Regions from separate parts of the Mus musculus genome. Here all the other regions are linked to region 2. The links are chromatin contacts, called in public HiChIP or PLAC-seq and promoter capture Hi-C maps. All regions are on one chromosome and are shown on one strand. Each heading gives the region's core, a stretch centred on a gene start, on an enhancer-like site or on the middle of the called end of the contact. The rest is flanking DNA. Distances are from core to core; before and after follow the strand shown.

Region 1 (4,639 bases), core at 1,012-3,511, 310 kb before region 2:
GAGGAGAAGGCAGCAGGATCCAAGATTTAAAGGTTTGCCTTGGCTACATAGCATTTTCAAGGAGAAGCTGGAATACTTGAAACCCCCAACTCAAAACCCAAACTTTGTAAAAAAAAAAAATGAGAGAGACAGAGAGAGAGAGAGAGAGAGAGAGAGAGAGAGGTGGGTCAACAGACAAAGGCATTTCTCCTGGACAAGCCTGGCTGCCCAAGTTTGATCCCTGGAGCCCACAGAAATGTGGAGGGGAGAACTAACTTCATTTCATACACACACACACACACACACACACACACACACACACACACAAAACCCTTTTATTTTTGCATTTGGTCATCATATTCAATAAATTAAAAGCAGCAGCAGCCACCCAGCGAGCAGGTGGGATATCTCAGACTTGCAACCCTAGCACTTGGGAGGTTGAGACATTGCAGTGCAAATGTAAGGCTAGCCTGGGCTACAAGCGCGACATTACAAACAAAACAAGCAATGATGAGAGGAAGAGCAAAAAGCATCATCCTTCCTGTGCCAGTTCTCAGGACAAGGTGCAAGCAGCCCACTGAGCCCCATCAGTCCGTGAGCTCTGTTTGTTCTCTCACCGTGACTGCTCCTTTCCATCAGGGACCGTCTGCTCTCTTCCAGCAGAGGCCTGGGCTGAGGGTATATGCTATAGTGAAAGCAGTGTGCCTGCTTGTCATTGGGGATGAAGACAGTCAGGTGCCAGTCTCATAGTCTCTGCAGGGCTTTGCTCTATCCTCACATCAGCACCACAGGAAGACCTTACAGTCTCAGCTGAGACTCAGCTGGGTGGTGGGGATTGGCACAAGCCTTTAACTCAAGTACTAGGGAGGCAGAAGCAGGCATTTGAAGCCAACCTGATCTACAGAGCAATTTCTTAGGACAGCCAGAGCTACCCAGAGAAACCCTGGCTGGAAAAAAAAATTTTTAAAAAAGGGAGAGAGATAAAGGCTCCCTGACCACTGGAGACAAGCTGACAGTCACACACTAGAACTGGGAAGCATGGAGCCTAAACCAGGTGCCAGGGCAGAGGATGCCAGACCTCTTTATCCACAGCACCAGGTTGCCCAAGACTGTGGCAACAGGGAGCCTGCTAGGCAAGGCTAGCCAAGGTCAGGAACCAGACACAACTGAGGCCCTCCCATGTCCTTTGTCCCTTACCTCTGACCACTAGAGACAAATGTCCAGGACAGAGGAGCCATGTGCTAGCAGAGATGTGGTTCTACCCATACTGTAGGTGGGCCATACTTGCAGACCAGGTTGGGGGGGGGGCGGGGTGCCTGTTAGCCACCAGTTCTGAGAAACTCACACTTTGGCTGCAGAATTGATCCAAGGGGACAAACAAAGATTACTTTGAGGTCCGACACACCTGTGCTCCATCCCTTCCCGTTGGAGTGACTTTGAGTAGGTCACTTCACTTCTTGGAGTGTCACAGAGTAAGAATGTAGTCTCATTGGAAAGTCTTCAGGGTTACAATGGAAAGGGACCCACAACAAAGCAGGGTCCTTAGTAAATGTCGACCATGTATTCCCACGGTTTTGCAAGGGCAGACCCAGCCTCTCTGACGCTATAGGAATGCTGACTTGGGGGAAGGGGCTCTGAATGATCTTCCTCCCACAGAGGCCCCTGGATTGGAGTCCCAGAAGGGCGGCCTCCGAGACTGTACAGTGAGCAAAGTCCCCCAGGGACCTGGCTCCCTTCCCTGTGGCCCGTTCCTTACCAACAACAGTAGAGAGCCCCAAGGTTAGGCAAACACAGCAGCGATAAGCCACTTCCAGGCTGGGTCATGTATTCAAGGCTTTAGCCAGCTTCCTGGCTGGCTCCTTGGCTCAGTGAGAACCCTGGTCTTATGTGCATGGAAATGGGCATCAATAGAAACAGCAGTCCCAGGCACTGGCTGGTTGAGCGCCTGAGACCTTGGTGCCCTGGTACAGCCTGGGTTAATGACCCTGTTTATGCACTTGAGTCATCCGATAAAGGGCATCCAGGCAGTGGGCAGGTGGCCCTGTGCCCTGCAATGGCCACTTCATTGACTAAAGTGATAGCAAGGCCACGTGGAGCTTCCAGTGCCCCTCCCCCACCACTTCCCCATCAGTCCTGCCAGGGTCAGCGTGTATGCATTGTGTGTGTGTATGGTTTTTTTTTTTTTTTTCCTTTCAATGAACATGACTTCTGGAGTCAAGGTTGTTTGGCCAGTCCCCTTCCCGCCCATCAAGGATATAAATAGCACTCACAGTAGAGAGAGAGAGAGAGAGGGCCAGATAGCTGGGAAGAAACAGGAACAAGATACTAACCATGAGCTCCGGCCAGTCAGGGGTCTGCCCATGCCAGGGCTCTGCAGGTCGTCCGACTATTCTGTATGCACTTCTGAGCCCCAGCCCCAGGACCAGGCCCGTTGCACCTGCATCTCACAGCCACTGCCTGTGCCAGCAGCAGCGGCCTGTGCGTCTGTGTGCTCCGCACCGCACCTGCAGGGAGGCCTTGGATGTCCTAGCCAAGACAGTAGCCTTCCTCAGGAACCTGCCGTCCTTCTGCCACCTGCCCCATGAGGATCAGCGGCGGCTGCTAGAGTGCTGCTGGGGCCCTCTCTTCCTGCTGGGGTTGGCCCAGGATGCTGTGACCTTCGAGGTGGCTGAGGCTCCGGTGCCCAGTATACTTAAGAAGATCCTGCTAGAGGAAGCCAGCAGCGGTACCCAGGGTGCCCAGCCATCAGACCGGCCACAACCCTCACTGGCTGCAGTTCAGTGGCTGCAGCGCTGCCTGGAGTCTTTCTGGAGCCTTGAGCTGGGTCCCAAGGAGTATGCGTACCTGAAGGGCACGATCCTCTTCAACCCAGGTGAGCTTCCAGACACTCCTGGATGGTGGTCAAGGTGGGAGGGGATGGGGCCCATCCAAGGAAAGTGCTTTCTTGGGGCTTGACACCCATTGTATCATTGGGTCCTTGTGAGCCTCAAATAGATGGCTCATAGGAGAGGCACAAAGAGGTTAAGCAACTATCCGAAGGCCACATAGCAAGGCAGAGGCAGAGGAGGGCTGGGAAGGCAGAAGGCAGGCCAAGCTAGTGCAGAGACTGCTCTTTGCCACCGTGCCTGAGAAATGTGGCTTGAATCTTAGGGAGAGTGGGTGGGTAGAGAGGGTGCCAGAGGGGGTGGCAGCAGACACAGCTGCATGATAGCCATATCTTCAGGGTCAGGCTACATAGTGAGGCTCTAAAGGGTTCAGAGAGGCCACTCAGAAGGAGAAAGAGGGTTTGGGAGTGGGGCACTCCTTGTGAAGTCAAGCCAGGAGAAGAGAGGTGGAGTGATGGGGAGAACTGAGAGAGAGTCTCACCATGTCGCTCTGGGTAGCCTAGAACTCACTATATAGACCAAGTTGGCCTGGGATGGGAGAATAGTCCTCATAGCTTTGAGGAAGACAAGAGACAGGCCTTGATAGTTAAAACATGTCACATAGCAGTAGCAGTCCCATAGCCCCGTTGCATTCACCATATGGTAGGACTCACTCAAAGGGCTTTTTAAAATATCAGTTTGGTTAAACCTCATAACAAGTGTGGGTAACAGGCGCTGTCATTAGCCCCACTGGACAGATGAAGAAACGGAAGCACAAAGATTAAAGTACTCATTTAACAAAGGTCACTCAGAAAGATTAAACTGCATATCCAAGGTCACTCAGCTAATAAGGGGCAGCCCCGACGTTCAAACCCAGGCAGCTTGGTGCTGGTTTTGTTTGTTGGTTGCTTGGTTGTTTTTTGTTTTGTTTTGTCTGAGTTTTTGCTTTGTTTTATTTTAGTTTGGCTTGGTTTTTGGTTTTAAGATTTATTTAGCCAAGTGATGATAACACATACCTTTAATTCCAGCATTGGTAGGCAGAGGCACTCAGATCTCTGAGTTCAAGGCCAGCCAGAGAACTAGTTCCAGGACAGACAGGGCTACACAGAGAAACTCTGTCTCAAAAAAAAGAAAGAAAAGAAAAGAAAAGAAGAAAGAAAGAAAGAAAGAAAGAAAGAAAGAAAGAAAGAAAGAAAGAAAGAAAGAAAGAAAGAAAGAAAGAAAGAAAGAAAGGGAAAGGAAAGGAAGGAAAGAAAAGAAAAGAAAAGAAAAGAAAAGAAAAGAAAAGAAAAGAAAAGAAAAGAAAAAGAAGAGGAAAAATAGGGCTGAAGAGATGACTCAGCGGTTAAGAGCATTAATTGCTCTTCCAGAGGTCCTGAGTTCAATTCCCAGCAACCACATGGTGGCTCACAATCATCTGTAATGGGACCTGATGCCCTCTTCTGGGATGTCTGAAGACAGCTACAGTGTACTTACATATAATGAATAAATAAATCTTTTTTAAAAATCATTTTAAAAAAAGAACGAGAAAAAAATTCTTTGTAAATTATTTTATGTCTATGAGTTCCTACATACATGCACACATACATACACACATACTTGTATTTTGTATGCATCATCTGTGTGGAAGATGTCACAAAGATGTCAGAAGAGGGTGTCAGATCCTCTGGAACTGAAGTTATAGGGAGTTGTAAACCACGATGTGGGTGCTGGGAGCTGAACCCAGGTTCTGAGCAAAAGAACCTCTTAGCCACTGAGCCTTCTCTCCAGCCCATGTGTCTTAGTTATGATATCCT
Region 2 (4,537 bases), core at 901-3,400:
GATGCGCTTCCAGTCAACAATGGTGTGCAAGTTACACAGAGGGAACGATCACCCTCTAAGAAGACACCTCAGGGGCTGGTGAGATGGCTCAGTGGGTAAGAGCACCCGACTGCTCTTCCGAAGGTCCGGAGTTCAAATCCCAGCAACCACATGGTGGCTCACAACCATTCGTAATGAGATCTGACTCCCTCTTCTGGAGTGCCTGAAGACAGCTACAATGTACTTACATAAAATAAGTAAATAAATTAAAAAAAAAAAAAAAAGACACCTCAGAACTAACACACACCTCCCCACCCACTGGCAGTATCTGGCTGGACGTCAGGTTTCCCAGCTCATCCAGCCTGTGGGCACCGTCTCCTCTGCTCTGCCGAGGCCTCTCCATCACAGGTCTGCCCGGTCAGATTCCTCATGTCTGATGCAAGTGCAGGCCTTGTGTGTTTAGTGGTCCCAGTGGGCTGGAAGATGCCTGGGGCAGGGGGTCCTGACTTTCCTGTTGTGGCCTAAACCACCCCCACACTTCAGTCCCTCACCGAGAAACAAAGCAGCCCACAGAAGCCCATGGAAGTAGTCGGGTCGCATGAAGTCAGGATGGAGCATGAAGCCCACGGGGCCAGATACTGCCTATCTACCCACACACCTGGGCTTCCAGAATCCTCGATCACCTCTGTAGCCCAGGGTTCCCCAAAGATCTGCTACCCAGCCCAAGACAGACAAGTCAGGTCAGGAACGTACCCCTGGGTGTGCGTGACGTGAACTCGGTATCAAAGTAGAAGGTGTCGTCGGGCTGGGCCACAGCCGGCTTGAAAGGGGGCTTGATCTCACGCCGGTAGAGCTTCTGTAAGGTGGGGTATATGCTCTGGTCACCATGGTGACCCCACAGCCTGCTAGCAGCCCCGACAGGAAGAGTAGAAGCTATGCTGCTCAGTGGATAACAGCAAGGGAGAGCAGCCTTCAAGGGCGTGAAGTCACCCCTCCAAGGGCATGTTAAGGGCTGCTCACCTTCTACCTCCCACAGCTGAGGCCACGGTTGGCAGGGGCCCCTCCCCCACCCTTCCTGCGTCCATCACAGGGCACAGGCACGGGCACTCACATTCCAGTCAATGGTGGAGTAGAAGATATGTCTCTTAATTTCCTCTGCCCCATCAGGGCCCGAGCCTGAAAGAAGCCAAATGAAGCCAACCTCAGACACCCATTCTGTCTTCCAGGCTCTGGACCAGCTGCTACCGTGGAGGGCAGCAGGGGTTCACCATGTCCTGCGTCAGTACCCACTACCCTGAAGCCTGGAGCCCGCTCAGTATTTCCTATGTTACGGAGCTTCTGCTGGTGTACTGAGGAAGGAGGGGCCAGGCAGGACGGGAAGCCTGTCCAAGCATTAATCCTGACAGAAGCTGGACTGACTTCTTTTGAGATCTAACAAGGGCCTTCATCCACTCCCGCCACAGGCCCCCCTCCTCTCTGCCCTTCTTTTCCTACTGCCTCTCGTCTTTATCCCTGAGACAAACGCTCATTCGATTCAACCCAGGGACCTGGACTGGACCTTAGCTGGTTGTGATCCAGATAAAGCCAGCATCCAAAAACCTCGGCAAATACTGTATACTTCACTGAACAACAGGAATGTCCTTCTCTCATCAAAGATCCCCGGGAGCCAGGGCAGAATCAGTGTCTCCACTGACACAGGAACCTGGGGCTCGGAAAGGTGGGGTCCCCTGCCATAGCGCAGGCTCATAAACCGTATTCAATCCCTCAGCAAATGTTTACAGTACTGCTGGGTGCCGGGCAGCGGGGACAGACACAGCTAGGCCTGAGACCTTTCTCGCTCCTAAGCTCCTGCGCCTTCCCTTGAGCCAGCAACCTTGGCAGAGAAGCTGTGTGGGGGCCTGTGTCCTTGTCCCTGAGGGGGTATGAATGACTCAGTTCCTGCCTTCCCCCCACACAGGTCACCCTCCCAGCACCATACATGGAACCAGAAAATAGGGTGGCCAGCAGCATTGTCTGCTCACACAAAGGACAACAGCTCCTTTCAGTCCTAGATGTGGCCCCGTGGCCTAGGCTGCAGCTGTACCCTGATCCTCACCGCCATGTCCCCTCCTCTGAGCTGGGGTTGCTTACCAAGCCGATTGGCAGGATTCCTCTTGAACAGGGCCCGCAGGAGGCTCTGGGCTTCCGTGCTCAGAAACTGGGGCATGCCTAGCTTCGCCCTGGAACAGCCACAGGTCTCATCAGGGCTGAGCCCCACCCAGGAGTCCCAGAGCCCCTTCCCTTTCTCTTTTCCAGCTCAGTCCAGAGAAGCCAGCCACTAACTCACCTCCCAGAGACATTAAGAACACTTCCCACTGGCCCTGGCAGACAGCAAGGGTCTGCAGACAGGGAAAAAGCAATTCACTGGCCCTGCAACTGGGGTGGGATTAGGGAGAACTTGGAGGGCCAGGCAGTGTTGGTGCTTACTTCAAAATCAAGGTCATGGTCTCCTTCCGGTCCTTCCCCTGGAAGGGCAGGGAGCCCGTCAGCATCTCAAACTTCGGGGGGAAAAGGAAACATATAGGTGTGGCCTTGTTCTCTGTCTCCCACACATCCCTCCCCCTCCTTCCCGGGCTACCCTGCTGCAGTCCGGGGATTCTTGCTGGCCTGTTAAGACTTTACAGTCTAAGTCTAGCTGCAGCAAGGCCTGTGCCTGCCTCTGCCCCCCTCCCAACCTAGAACCCAGGAGCAGCACTAAAGCCAGAGGAAGGAAGCAGAGGAGAGTTCCCAAGTTAGGTGAGGGGTGGTACTTCAGGCAGGTGGACTAAAGCCCGCGGCTCTTCGAGGGAAACAAAGTACAACAGTGTGCAGCAGAGCCCGGACACTCACCATCAGCACCCCATAGGACCACCAGTCTGCACTGTGGGTGTGACCCTGGCGGTTGACAACCTCGGGCGCCATGTACTCCACTGTCCCGCAGAAGGAGTAAGCCTTCTTCTCATGGTCTATGGCCTCCTTGCTCAGGCCAAAGTCTGCAGCATGGAGGGCAGAGAAGTCACTTCTAGGATCCCTGCCACGCCCACGGCTACCACACTTAGCTCCTCTGACCGGAGCCAGGTATCACCAAGGTTGTCAGTGAGAGCTCAGTCTGCTCTGAGACCTAGGGAGCCTCGAGAGATGGCTCAGCAGTTAAGAATATTGGCTGTTCTTCCAGACAACCCAGGTTCCATTCCCAGCTCCCACACGATGGTTAACAACCAGGTGCAGGCAACTCTAGCCTCTTTGGGCAACACATGCATGAGGTACAGATACAAATATAGGCAAAACTCCCATACACACACAAAAAATAACTAAGTAACAAGGCCTAGGTTTTTGGCATGTATGTAACTGGCATCGTCTCCCAGGAAACACAGCCATCAGCTGAGACCTATCAGACAGAGCCTGGTTATCCTCCCCAGAGCCCAAAGGAGCAGGTGCCCTTCACTCACCAGTGAGTTTGATGTGGCCCTCCTCATCCAAAAGGATACTGTAACAGAGAGACAGGAGTCAGGAATCCTTAGCTGCAGGCACTGTGCAGGTTCTAGCAGTAACCTTGGGGTGGAGAGACTTGGGCCTGACCAGAAGAAGGGTTTGGTCCAACTCTACTCAAGGAAAAGTGGAAGGATGGAAGCTCGGGAAAGTAACTCCTTTAGAATGGCTAGGGAACTTGTCTTTCTTTCAATTCTACTACATTGTACAGGCTGGCTTCGAACTCCTGGACTCGGCCTCTTTAGCAGCTGGTACTACAGTTGAGTACCGCAATGCCTGACTTGGGGTGTGTCTAACTCTACCACCAGAATCTATCCCAGCTCTCAACACAGCACCGGAAGGCAGTGCATGCGAAACCCCCAGGATAAGCGGATGGAGAGATGATCTTTAGAGCTGGGTGATAGTAACGCAGGCCTTTATTCCCAGCACTTGGGATTAAAGCACTTGTCTCGAAAAACCAAAAGGAAGGGGAATGGAGTAGGGCCACAGCTGGGCTGCAGCCTTTAGTAATAGCAGTACCGACCAGGCAATTCCTAATTACCTAAAGTGAACCTGCTGTTGGCCACAACCTGCGACAACCACCCATCCCTCTTGACAGCCCCAAAGAGAGATAAATTCCTGGGAGCGCCACAGCATCTCCCAAATGGCCCTGTTCTAAAAGGGCCCAAGAGCAGTCCCTGTGCCCAGGAGAGATCAGCAGTATGGCAGGGGCTTTGCTCACTTCTCAGGCTTGAGGTCTCTGTAAATAATGCCCAAGCTGTGCAGGTGGTCCAGGCCCAGTGCCAGCTCAGCCAGGTAAAACTTCACATCCTCCTCTGTAAACATGACCTGCAACAGGGAAAGACACACCCGTCAGCTGGCTTACCCCGTTCCCCAGGAGCTGGCCTACTGAGCAGTCAGGGCCTCTTGGTGTGGAGGGTCTACCCTGGGGACACAGTCAATGCAACACATCTTTCTCTAATACACAAGTCACTCCCTGCGCTACAGCTTGGAAACAGCAAAGAATGGAAACACCCAGGAATAAAAGACTGGAATAAACTGCTTCCCCCGG
Region 3 (4,850 bases), core at 1,204-3,703, 410 kb after region 2:
GAGACCTCCAGCCTCTTGGGCTGAACAACTACTGGATTCTTAGACTTTCCGTCGTGAGACGACCATTGTTGACTAGCTGGACCACAGCTGCACACCTCTTTAAAACCCCCTTAGTATTTCTTAATATTCCTGGCAACTGTGTCTGAGAGACGGCAGGCAGCTTGAATTATAATACTCACGGAGGAATGAAGGTGGGGCAAAGGAGAGCTGAGACTTACATCTGCAGAGGGCTGTAAGGCAAGAAGACTGGCTAGACGTTGCCATCTTGACATAGAACATGCTAACTTCATCAATGAAGTAAAAATGGAAGCTAACTTGAATAAAAAAACCAAATGAGCCAAAAACCCAATGTCTTTCAGCAGTGCCAACCAGCAGTAAGGACAGCTTTAAGCTACTTCCTAATGGTCCTCAGTATCCTGGCACCCATAACAATAAAGTGCTCAGCACATTTCTGCAACCGGCTCCCTGAAGGGAACCTTTGTATATCAGAAGTTAAGAGTCCTCTCTGTGTAAATTCAGGAGACTGAGCAAGGTGGTGTCTGTCTGTAATCTCAGCACCCAAGAGGCTGAGGCCAGGCTAGACCACAGAGTGGGATTGTCTCCTTAATAATAATAAATACTCATGGGAAACAGAATTGAAGAGGTTAGGATACTCATAAGGTTACATAGGACCAGAAAGATGAAGGGTTGCTCCTTCCTCCTGTCAGTCACAGTGGATGGTCTCCCGTGCACATTTTGTTTTCTTTTGCTTTTGGCTTGGTTTTGGTTTTTCAAGACAGGGTTTCTCTGTGTAGCCCTCGCTGTCCTGGAACTCACTCTGTAGACCAGGCTGGCCTCAAATGCAGAGATCCTGTGTGCCTCTATTTCTCTAGTATGGGACTAAAGGTATGCGCCACCACCGTCCACCTTTGCTTTCAATTTTGAGACAGGATCTCACTATGTAGCTCTGGCTTACCTGGAACTCACTATGTAGACCAGGCTAGCCTCAAAGTTACACACAACCTCGCCCTCCCCCTCCTGAGTTCTGATAAATTAAAGGCATGCTCCACCACGCCTGACTTGGTTTGCTTTGTGTGTGTATGATTTGGGGGAAGGAAGCCATGGCTTCGGCATGCTAACATGTGTTCCGCCACTGAGCCAGAGTCCCGGCCTCATGTGTGTTATCTAAGGGATATGGCTCAGTTGGTAGAGTGTTTGACTCGCAGGCAGGAGGCCTTGGGTTCAGTCTTCAGCAACGCACAAATGAGATGTGGTGGTGCACACCTATAACCCATGCCCTTGGAAGGTAGAGGCAGGAGAATCAGGAATTCAAGGTTATTTTCAGATACCTAGTTTGAAGTCAGTCTAGAGTAAAAAAAACCCTCTCTCAAAAAAGAATTTTTTTTTCAAATTGAAGTACAATAATATATCTGAAGTATAAAAATTGTATGTGTTAAAATCAGGAGCACTTGCCTTGCACCTGTGAGGACCAGGGAGTGATGCCTAGAACTGAAAAGTCACCTGCAGTTTGCTGAGTTGACACAATGTCACCTAAGGCAAAAACCAAAATCATGTGGGTTCACTAGAATCCCTGGGTGCATGGCCTCTTTAAGTTAGGCGTGCTAGCAGAGGCATGCTGGGCACCCCAACACAGGATCCCTCAACTTAGGGTCCATGACAATGGACTCCTGATATTTGTACTCCCTTGACATTATAGGCAAACATTTTCCTGAGGAAAGCAGGCAGTGCCTTCACCAGATTCTGCCAAGGTGGGGACAATCAAAGCTATATCTGGAGAGGGCTCAGTGATTCTTTCCTTCCTCCTCTCACGGGAATCCTTGCGGTGTGTTTTGATGACGTCGTTGTTCTTGTTTTATGGGAAAGGGTCACACTATGCAGCCCTGGCTGACCAGAACTCTGCTCTCTTAGAAACTTCAAAGACACGAGCAAAGATGACGAACTCGACATGCAATGAGATGTAATTATCGTTTTCATTTGGCAGCTATGGGAACTGAGGCTCAAATGAATGGATGACCATTTATGGAAGGACACATTTTACTTAGGTGGCTATTTGCAAAAGTTACTCTTCCATACCGGATCTTTCGCGTGCTAGACCACAACAGCTTCAGTAATACCAAATTGCTTAACTTCGGCTCAAAACAGGTTAAGCTTGAAATACCAGGTTGAACAGGAGAAGAAAATTTCAAAGCCCAGGGCTACTCCCTCCCCTCCCCTCCCCTCCTCTCCCCTCCCCTCCCCTCCCCTCCCTTCCCTCCTCTTCTTCTTTCTCTCTCTCTCTCTCTCCTTTCTCTCTCTCTCTCGTTCTTCTTTCTCTCTCTCTCCTTCTTCTTTCTCTTTCTCTCTCTCTCTCAAGCAATTCACTTCTAACCAATGGAAACTCTTTGCCTAGGTGGAAGTACCACCTTTAAAAAACGCGTTTCACCTTCTAGAGGTGTGGCCTCTGTAGGCTTTTTCAGACCGGAGTTACTTTCTACCCACAAACCGTCGTTTCGCGGAGCACTTTAGAAATCGTCTGATTGGCTGATCAAGACAGCAACATTTGAATTTAAAGGAAGGCCAAAACAAGGCCGGCTCCTTCCGCTGGAAAGATAAAGTTTTGCCGTGAGAGGACCGCCAACTGGAGGCAGAGATTAGGTGGTGTCATGGTCCTGGGGTGAGACCGACATCACCTGCTGTTTCTACCTTCAGTTCTAAACCAGGAATCAGCTCCTACTTCCAGTAAAAGATATGAAAAGAATGAACAGCATATGGTGGTGCTTTGTAAACTGCAAAAGTGTTGATAGCTGCAAATTTATCAGTAGAAATTGAATTCTAATTTTCCTCCTATCCTGAGATAGGAGTCTCTGAGTAGCCCTGGCTGTCCTGGAACTCACTCTGTAGACCAGGCTGGCCTTGAACTCAGAGATCTGCCTGCCTCTCCTCGGGCTTAAAATTGAATTTTAAAAAAGATAATCAGGTGCAAAATCTGTTTTCAGAGGCTCTAGCTGCTGTAGGAGGCAGGCCAGGGGCTTGCTTCCTGTCCCTCAGCTTTTCCACTGCTACTCAGGAGATTGTATGCTGAGGCAACCATACATTTTACAAAAGAAACTGGGCTGGCAATGGCAATTTTTCCCCCTGAGGTTTCTCCTTGATGTCTGGCCTAGAACTCAGTATGTAGAGCTGGTCAGCTCAAAATTCTCAGTTGCCTGGCCTGGCTCCCAAGTGCTGGAATCAAAGGCATGGGCCACCATGCTCAGCTAAACCCTACTTCTTTACAAGTCATTGCCTCATGTTATCAATTGAAATTGCATCCACTTAGTACATTTAATAGAAATAGGATAAATGGAAAAAAGAATCTGTGGGTTAGAGAGATGGTTCAGTGGTTAAGACCTCTTGGAGGACCTTCGGTTCAATTCTGAAGCATCTACAAGGAGGTTCACATGGAACTCCAGTTGCAGCGGAATCTGAAACCTTATCCAGCCTCCTTGGGCACTGCATGCACAGTGGGCAGACATATGTAAGTAAGACATTCACACACAGAAAATACCTATTTTAAAACAAGAGTCTTTTTGTTTTTGTTTTTTGTTTCTTGTTTTTTGTTTTTTCGAGACAGGGTTTCTCTGTGTAGCCCTGGCTGTCCTGGAACTCACTCCGTAGACCAGGCTGGCCTCGAACTCAGAAATTCGCCTGCCTCTGCCTCCCAAGTGCTGGGATTAAAGGCATGCGCCACCATGCCCTGCGAAACAAGAATCTTAAACAATACATACTTCTCTTAAAAAGCAAAAATAGCCAGATAGCATTACGGTTGCGGAGAACTTGAAATGATATACAGTCTTGTAATCCAATCACGGTCCTTGGCAACCGCTTCTAGGAGAGAATTTTTTACTCCACAAGTGTAAATACTTTTCCAGGATGTAGGTCACTTCACACTCATCACTTAGAGAACTGTACAACTCAAAGTAGCAAGAGAACTTTCAAGGTTTTTTGTTGAAATTCACTTTATTAAAAAAAAAAAAACCAAAAACCTCATGAACAATAAATTACAATACTTTCCCCCTTTATAAATTCTTCATAAAATATATTTGACAATTTTAAAAGAAAAGTTTTAAAGTTGCCTTCTTTTCTGATGTGCTGATGACATCTTTTTTTTTTTTTTTTTGACTATTTTGTCATGCTGGTGAATTATTTTGTAGCTGCTACAATAGTTTGATTGGTAACATTTTACAATTAAAAACAAAAACCCAGACCTGCAGAAAGAACTATTCTGTGCTATTTTTCTGACACTTAACACTTACTTCATCAGAATGACAAAGTATCCCTTAGCACCAAGAATCTACAGAACCCCATGTTTCTAAGTGACAACAGGTGCAAATTAATAGCCTAGGAACTAACTGTACAACCCTACAGTGACTGGACACAGCTGCCTATAAGCTTTAGTGGAAATATTTGGTCTTTTTTTTTTTCAATTAAGACAAATTTCATAAAACACTAGAAACCATGGCAACAGACTATGAGGGATAACTGTTTATTGAGTACCTATTATGGGCAAGGCACTGTGCACAATTTCTTGATTGCATTTTTTCCTTTAGCAATTATCCAAAATTCCCAAGTATCACTCGTCTTTTATGTCTTATATGCGTCTGAAGAAAGTGCATGACTAAATGCCATTTTTAAAAAATGGTTTGTCTTTATTCTTTAAATTGTGTGTGTGTGTATGTGCATGAGTGTGCATGCGCAAGTGCACATGGAAGCAAGAGGGTATTAGGTCCCTGGGAGCTGGAGTTAGGTGGCTGTGAGCCACTCAACATGGGTGCTGGGAACTGAGTTCCAGTTCTGTGCAAGAGCATTAAGTCCTCTTAATGGTAGAATCC

Evidence for each region. Promoter capture Hi-C pulls out the DNA fragments that hold promoters and counts their contacts. HiChIP or PLAC-seq counts read pairs in DNA pulled down with a chosen protein or histone mark.
Region 1: a promoter capture Hi-C map of embryonic stem cells shows a contact between it and region 2, with 2.5 times the contacts expected there. The contact joins the promoter of Nr0b2 here to the enhancer-like site in region 2. A contact is called at or near these places in 4 of 39 promoter capture datasets (the 3T3-L1 cell line, embryonic stem cells, frontonasal cranial neural crest and 1 more), 1 of 15 datasets of contacts at CTCF or cohesin (large pre-B cells), 6 of 115 datasets of contacts at active chromatin or transcription factors (the HPC-7 cell line, large pre-B cells, microglia and 3 more) and 4 of 9 other capture datasets (adipose tissue, liver, macrophages and 1 more).
Region 3: an H3K27ac HiChIP or PLAC-seq map of embryonic stem cells shows a contact between it and region 2, with 2.3 times the contacts expected there. The contact joins two enhancer-like sites. A contact is called at or near these places in 1 of 484 Hi-C or Micro-C datasets (erythroblasts) and 5 of 115 datasets of contacts at active chromatin or transcription factors (T-cell acute lymphoblastic leukemia, embryonic stem cells, large pre-B cells and 2 more).

Annotation. Positions count from the first base shown.
Region 1 is chr4:133,551,115-133,555,753 of GRCm38.p6, forward strand. It overlaps Nr0b2 (nuclear receptor subfamily 0, group B, member 2), which reads left to right and starts at 2,262. Exons shown (of 2, transcript NM_011850.3): 1 at 2,262-2,851. The coding sequence starts at 2,311.
Region 2 is chr4:133,862,916-133,867,452 of GRCm38.p6, forward strand. It overlaps Rps6ka1 (ribosomal protein S6 kinase polypeptide 1), which reads right to left. Exons shown (of 22, transcript NM_009097.5): 7 at 4,208-4,314; 8 at 3,447-3,484; 9 at 2,848-2,990; 10 at 2,446-2,516; 11 at 2,110-2,198; 12 at 1,091-1,155; 13 at 733-835. Among named protein-coding and RNA genes, the nearest start is that of Gm12977, 6.8 kb to the right of the region's middle. Within about 2 kb of position 2,151, at least 72 of the 459 cell types and tissues checked have an H3K27ac peak or open chromatin away from gene starts, as enhancers often do. A contact at or near this core is called in embryonic stem cells and stem cell-derived neural progenitor cells, where this site is marked.
Region 3 is chr4:134,271,043-134,275,892 of GRCm38.p6, forward strand. It overlaps Pdik1l (PDLIM1 interacting kinase 1 like), which reads right to left. Exons shown (of 3, transcript NM_001163794.1): 3 at 3,960-4,850. Among named protein-coding and RNA genes, the nearest start is that of Pdik1l, 14 kb to the right of the region's middle. Within about 2 kb of position 2,454, at least 179 of the 459 cell types and tissues checked have an H3K27ac peak or open chromatin away from gene starts, as enhancers often do. A contact at or near this core is called in embryonic stem cells, where this site is marked.